2 separate regions of the Pan troglodytes genome follow, and region 2 is linked to region 1. A link is a contact called in public HiChIP or PLAC-seq data. All regions are on one chromosome and are shown on one strand. The core of a region is the stretch at or near the end of the contact, and the rest is flanking DNA. Distances in the headings are between cores, read along the strand shown. Region 1 holds the start of POLD4 (DNA polymerase delta 4, accessory subunit). Region 2 holds the start of PITPNM1 (phosphatidylinositol transfer protein membrane associated 1).

Region 1 (2,727 bases), core at 103-2,602:
TGTAATCCCAGCACTTTGGGAGGCTGAGGCGGGTGGGATCACGAGGTCAGGAGATCAAGACCATCCTGGCTAACACGGTGAAACCCCGTCTCTACTAAAAATAGAAAAAATTAGCCGGGCGTGTTGGCGGGCGCCTGTAGTCCCAGCTACTTGGGAGGCTGAGACAGGAGAATGGCGTGAACCCGGGAGGCGGAGTTTGCAGTGAGCCGAGATCGCACCACTGCACTCCAGCCTGGGCAACAGAGCAAGACTCTGTCTCAAAAAAAAAAAAAAAAAAAAAAAAAGAATTATTATAGTGGCGTGTCCTCCTGAGCCAGGCACCTCATAGAATCTTCTTGCCTGTTCAGCAAGGCCTTCCAACCCTCCATCCATTTCTCCCTCAGGTCAGGACAGCAGGGTGACGGTGCCTGGAGAAGGCCCTGGCTCCCCTGAAAGCCCTCCCGGCCTGTCTCTGACCTGCACTGGAAGCGGGGGTCTCCGGGGTGGGTCTTCAGCACCTGCCACACCTCTGGGGGAGGCTCCAAGCCCATCTGCTTGGCCCGACACCAGCGCTGCAGCCGTGTGATCCCTGCCAGGGTGGGAAGAAGACTCTGGAGACTTGTGGGGGGTGGGGTAGAGTCTGAGCTGGAGAATGTGTGTGTTGGGGGGAGACAGTTCCTGAGGGTCAGAGTCACGCAAGCGCTTGGGTGACTTCAGAGACGTGTGGGTGACTGGCTGGGAGAGGCGCCTCCGTGGGGCTGGGTGGGTTCTCACCGGTGCAGGGCCCGTACTGCCAGGCCAGGTCAAACTGCCTCAGCAGTTCCAGCTCCGCTTCCTCCTCGTCGCGGGGCTGGGGCTCCTCCCCTGCAATGACAGCTGCTCTTCAGTACGAGGCTGGCTTCAGTCTCCTGCCCCTCACCTCCCAGCCTTCCTCACCACCCCTTTGCCTCTGCCACCCCGCAGCTAGACCTGGTGTCGGGAGGGGAGGACAGGCCACCTTTCCCTTTCCATCGGCCCCTCCGCCCCTCTAGGGGCCTCCTCTAGGCCCCTCCGTGTCCACTCCTCCTGCCTCCCTCACACCTCAGAGACCTAGCTCGGGTGCCAGCTCCCCCTTGCTGTGCCCAGCGGGCCCCTCCCTCCTCTTCACAACCGGGTAGGAATCAGTGATGAGCCGCTTCCGGCCCATGGCGGCCACCCAGGCAGGCAGAGAAGGAGGCAACTGCGGGGAAGAGGAGAGACCGGCCAGTGGGCGCGAGAAAGACAGCTGCTGAGAGAGACTGACGGGGCCAGGCCAGTGGCGGGCAGACAAGATGACCCAGACAAACCGAGAGAGGAAGTCGCCGGGGTCCAGGGAGGGACGCCTCCCCCACCCCCAAAAGCACGCAAACAGGAAAGACCTCAGCCAATGGCAGGCCGCCTATGCGGGGCGGGGCCCTGGCGCTAGCCAATGGTAGGCAGTGTAGGGTGAGGGGCGGGGCGGTGCCTCAGCTGTGGGCCGCGGGAGGAGGGGCAGGCTGGGGCGGGGGACCAGTCGGGATGCCCCGACTTCACCACCTCCCCCGGCCCCCATTGGTCTGCTGTGGGTCCCGAGAGACTTCAGGAGAGTTATCTTCAGCCTCTCACTTCCCGTTTTCCCTTCCTAGGCAAATGTTCTTTTCAGCTTCGCTAATCCCCGTGGCCAGTTTGTAACTCCCTAGAGTCCAGCTGGAGCCTTCACTCGGTCCTTTGGCCCGCCCCGCCTTGTGGGGGCAGGTCTGGAGGTCTGAAGAGAGTTTGGGCTAATCCAGGCCCCTTCCCGGCTCCCACCCAACCCCCACTGGCCCCAGGAGACCTGGCTGGAGAAGCCCATGGGTTCTGAAACCTCCTTTCTCACAGTCTGTGCCCAAAGATGCTGCCCACTCTTAGTCCGAGTAAGTGTTTGCCGTTTTGACTCTCCTGGGGTCCCAAGTCGTGTCCGGCCCGCCCCACCAGTCAGGAAGATTCCATACTGAGTAGGAAGGCAGAGCAAGGGTCTGGTCCCCCCACCACAATGTGTTTGGATCCCTAGTTCTTCATTGGCAAAATCTGCCCTGTCTCTCACAATAATGTGAGTCTGAGCAGAAAATATTAATAATAAACCTAGCACTCATTGCACGTGCCATGTGCCAAGTACTGTTCTAAGCACTTTCCCACATGTTCATTAAAATAGATGTCAAAAAGTTTTTGAAAGTAGGAAGCATAGCTAAATGATTATCACTGCTGATAGTCACAGGCATTGTAGGGCCCCAATCAAACCACAGTCTCTCTTGCACCCCAGGAGCTCACTGTCACAAGGCAGACAGATGCACAGTTGTCAATGAGAGGCTATAATTCCTACCAGAAGAGGGAAAGGGTGGGTCAGAGATTGGTTAGGACCACAGGGATGATTACCATTGGAAGGCCTCCTGGAGGAGGTGGACTGCTGTAAACAATGTCTCTCAATTCTCCACCCATGACCTTTGTCCCTTGGGCTCCTGTCATCACTGACTCACCCATACTGCTGCCTCCCCCTCACCAACTTCCTGGCAGGAGGCAAAAGTACTGGCCAGTGGGAGTCTGGGAACCAGCACAGGGACCAGCCCAGCTCTAATCACCCTCCAAAGATCCCATCCGGTTCTTCCTTCCAGGGATACTGGGAGGGTGGGGCACAGACTCCTGGGCTGCTGCCTGCTCAGAGGCCTCTGCCTCCTCCTTTCCCTGCTCTGGGGTCTGGGTGTTCTGCACTGGAAG
Region 2 (2,700 bases), core at 39-2,538, 150 kb after region 1:
CCAGGTGCCCTCTCCCCGCCGCCCTCACCTGGATCATGTAGAGCTGGGCCACCTGGTACTCGTCCAGGCTCATGGGCAGCAGAATGTGGTATTCCTTGATGAGCATCCTGAAGGCGCTCGGCGGGCCGCGCGCGGCCTCCGCTCCTCCTGGCGCAGGGCACGGCGCGACAGTCAGTGCGGGGAGGCTGCGCGCGGCCCCGAGCCCTGCGCGCCGGCCGAGGGACTCAGGCCACGGGACCCCATGTCCGGGCCCGCCGCGAGGGAGGCAGAGGCGAGCCTAGCGCCGCCGCCCGCGCCGCCGGGGCCGGGAGCCGCAGCGAGGCTGAGCGCTGACCTCTTCCGCGCAGCCCCCGCCCCGCGCCCGCCCGTCGCCATGGCAACCGCGCGCTGACGCGGGCCCCCCCGAGCGCCAGGCTCCGGCCGGCGGGCGGGAGGGCCACCTCACCTCTCCCGCTGCGACCGCGTCCTAACCCCGGGAAACGGCATCCCTCTGGGGCGCGCCCCCGAAGCCCCGGGGCCCCTCCTTCCGGGCCCGCCTTCCGCGACCGGCCCCTCGGGGACCCGCCCCCTGCATCCCCTTCCCGGAGTCGGCGGGGTCCCAAGTCCCCCACTGTCGGACGTCCACCTAGAGCTTTGTTCCCCAAGTGTCTCTGCGCGGAGTGGCCCAGTGCGCCCAGCATCTCTGCCAGGGTTCCCCACGCCCTGCACCCGAACCTACCTTCCGGGACCGGTAATCTCCTCCGCCCTCCAGATCTGCCTTCTTGGGCAGCCGGGTCCTCGACCTCCCCCTCCCAGCATCCTTCCTGGACCCCTGGCCCTCGCCGGCTCTCCACGCGCCTAGGCAGCCACTCCGTCCTCTTCCCAGGGGGTGAGCCCTCCTCAGACTGAGGCCAGAGTGGCTCCACTTGGTATCCCACGGGCCCTGGCCCTGGAGACCCGCTCCGTCCACCTGCGCCCCAGACTGGCACCGAGGTTCCGCTGCAGGCACCCCTCCATCCCCCACTCGCACCCCGCGAGCAAGCGAGAGGCCCCGTTGTCCCCACTTCCCTCTGCTCGCCGGCGTCCCGGTCCCCTGCCGCGCTCTTGGCCCGCCTGCCGACGCCCCGGCTCACCTCTAGCTTGAGGCGGGCGCCCCTCACCCAGCCCGGGCAGGGCCGGCCGGCCCGTGGGTCGGAGCCCGGAGCGCCCCCAGCCCCGGCCTCGGGTTCCAGCGGTGGCCGGACCCTCCCGAGGCGCAGTGCCGGCCCATGGCCCCGACCTTCCTCTCGATCCGCCCGCCGGCGCCCCTGCAGTCCCTCCCCGCCGCCCGCCGCGTCACTGCGGCCGCCCCGCCCCCTTCCTGGGCCCAGCTGGCCCTCCCCACCCTGGCGGGGTCCGGGCAGCCCCGCCTGCAGCGGAGGAGGCAGGGAGGGAGGCCCCTGCCTTCCTTCCCCCGGGCAGTGGGAAAAAGGCCATTGCCTAAATTCTGGCTCTTCCTAGTCCCTCTGTGCTGATTGGGGTCCCCAAAGACTCTTAGTTCCTATCTCCACCCTAGCCCCGCCCTCCTGTGTGCAGTCACAGGGTGGTTTGATATGGGGGGTCCCAGGCCCACTCTCCTCTTCTCACTCTCTGCAGTCCTTAGATTTGGGACCCAGGGTAGAGGAAATGCCTCCCCACCAGTCTAGCCAGAAGCTGGTGGCTCTGACGTGCCTCCACCTAGGGCTGGGCTCGGCTCCAGGGCCCCAGGCCTCTATGGTCACCCAGCTACACGCCCAGGCAGAAACGGGCTGTCACTGTGAGTGGCTGGGCTAGCCCCTGCATGGTGCCACAAAGCCTCCCCGACCTCTGCCTTCCGGGTCCACAAGTCCGGTCACCCAGCCACCCGGAGTCTGGGCAGAGGCCTCACGAGGCACCCCAAGGCTGGGTTCATGGGATCCCACCCAGCCTGCTACAAGGTGCTGGGGCAGTGACGGCAGCACCCCGCCAGCTCCTCCCCTTGACACTGAGGCCAAGTGCTGGAAGCAGCAGTGCCCTTTCTCTCTGAGAAGTCAGAGACCTTCAGGGCTGATTCAGAGGCTGGGGTGTTGTCAGGGCATTAGGGCGTGAACTGGCATTTCCATGCTGCCAGGCATCACCGCCAATCCAGAGGAAGCGCCCTCCAGGCCCAGGCTGCCCACAGCGCCAAGGGCTGTGGAAGCAGCCAGGCCCTGTGCTGCCCCCTGGTGGCACCACAGGAAGGCCCAGGGCTCTCAGCGCCACGGCTGGGGCGGAGAGGGCCCAGGTCCCACCAGAAGCTGATGGCCCACAGAGGCAAGTCAAACCTCATTTAGTCACACCCTCCCCATCCATAGTCTCCTCTTCCCCTGTCTCTGCCTGGCCCACCCAGGCTTAGCTGAAGAACCAGACCCAGTAAGGCTCAGAGATGAGAGCACAACTCCAAATCATCTTTTATTAATATAAAAAGGGCATATTTAGCAAAAGACACACAGATAAAAGAGTCACTATGGCTCAGGACACAAGGCAGGGAGGTGCCAGGCCTGAGCCCCTGCTGGGGTAGAAGGAGGCTCGGGACAAAGTGGGAGAAGTGCTGGGAAGGGCTGAGCGGTAGGGGCCACAGAAAGTTCCGGTGGGTAACACTGTCGGCAGGTCATGGGTGGGACTCATGGGGACCTCGCTGCTAACTCTTGTTGTGGGGGGGTGTCCTTAGTGCTGCCACCTGGA

What was found. HiChIP or PLAC-seq counts read pairs in DNA pulled down with a chosen protein or histone mark.
Region 2: an H3K4me3 HiChIP or PLAC-seq map of stem cell-derived excitatory neurons shows a contact between it and region 1, with 4 times the contacts expected there. The contact joins the promoter of PITPNM1 here to the promoter of POLD4 in region 1. A contact is called at or near these places in 1 of 7 Hi-C or Micro-C datasets (stem cell-derived neural progenitor cells) and 1 of 1 datasets of contacts at active chromatin or transcription factors (stem cell-derived excitatory neurons).

The regions. Positions count from the first base shown.
Region 1 is chr9:69,672,833-69,675,559 of NHGRI_mPanTro3-v2.0_pri, forward strand. It overlaps POLD4 (DNA polymerase delta 4, accessory subunit), which reads right to left and starts at 1,353. Exons shown (of 4, transcript XM_001173013.7): 1 at 1,069-1,353; 2 at 754-843; 3 at 457-568. The coding sequence starts at 1,165. All of the region lies in intron 2 of LOC134807355 (a long non-coding RNA gene), which reads left to right.
Region 2 is chr9:69,825,286-69,827,985 of NHGRI_mPanTro3-v2.0_pri, forward strand. PITPNM1 (phosphatidylinositol transfer protein membrane associated 1) reads right to left here and starts at 1,289. Exons shown (of 24, transcript XM_009423566.4): 1 at 1,113-1,289; 2 at 29-147. The coding sequence starts at 106. CDK2AP2 (cyclin dependent kinase 2 associated protein 2) reads right to left here. Exons shown (of 4, transcript XM_009423569.3): 4 at 2,403-2,700.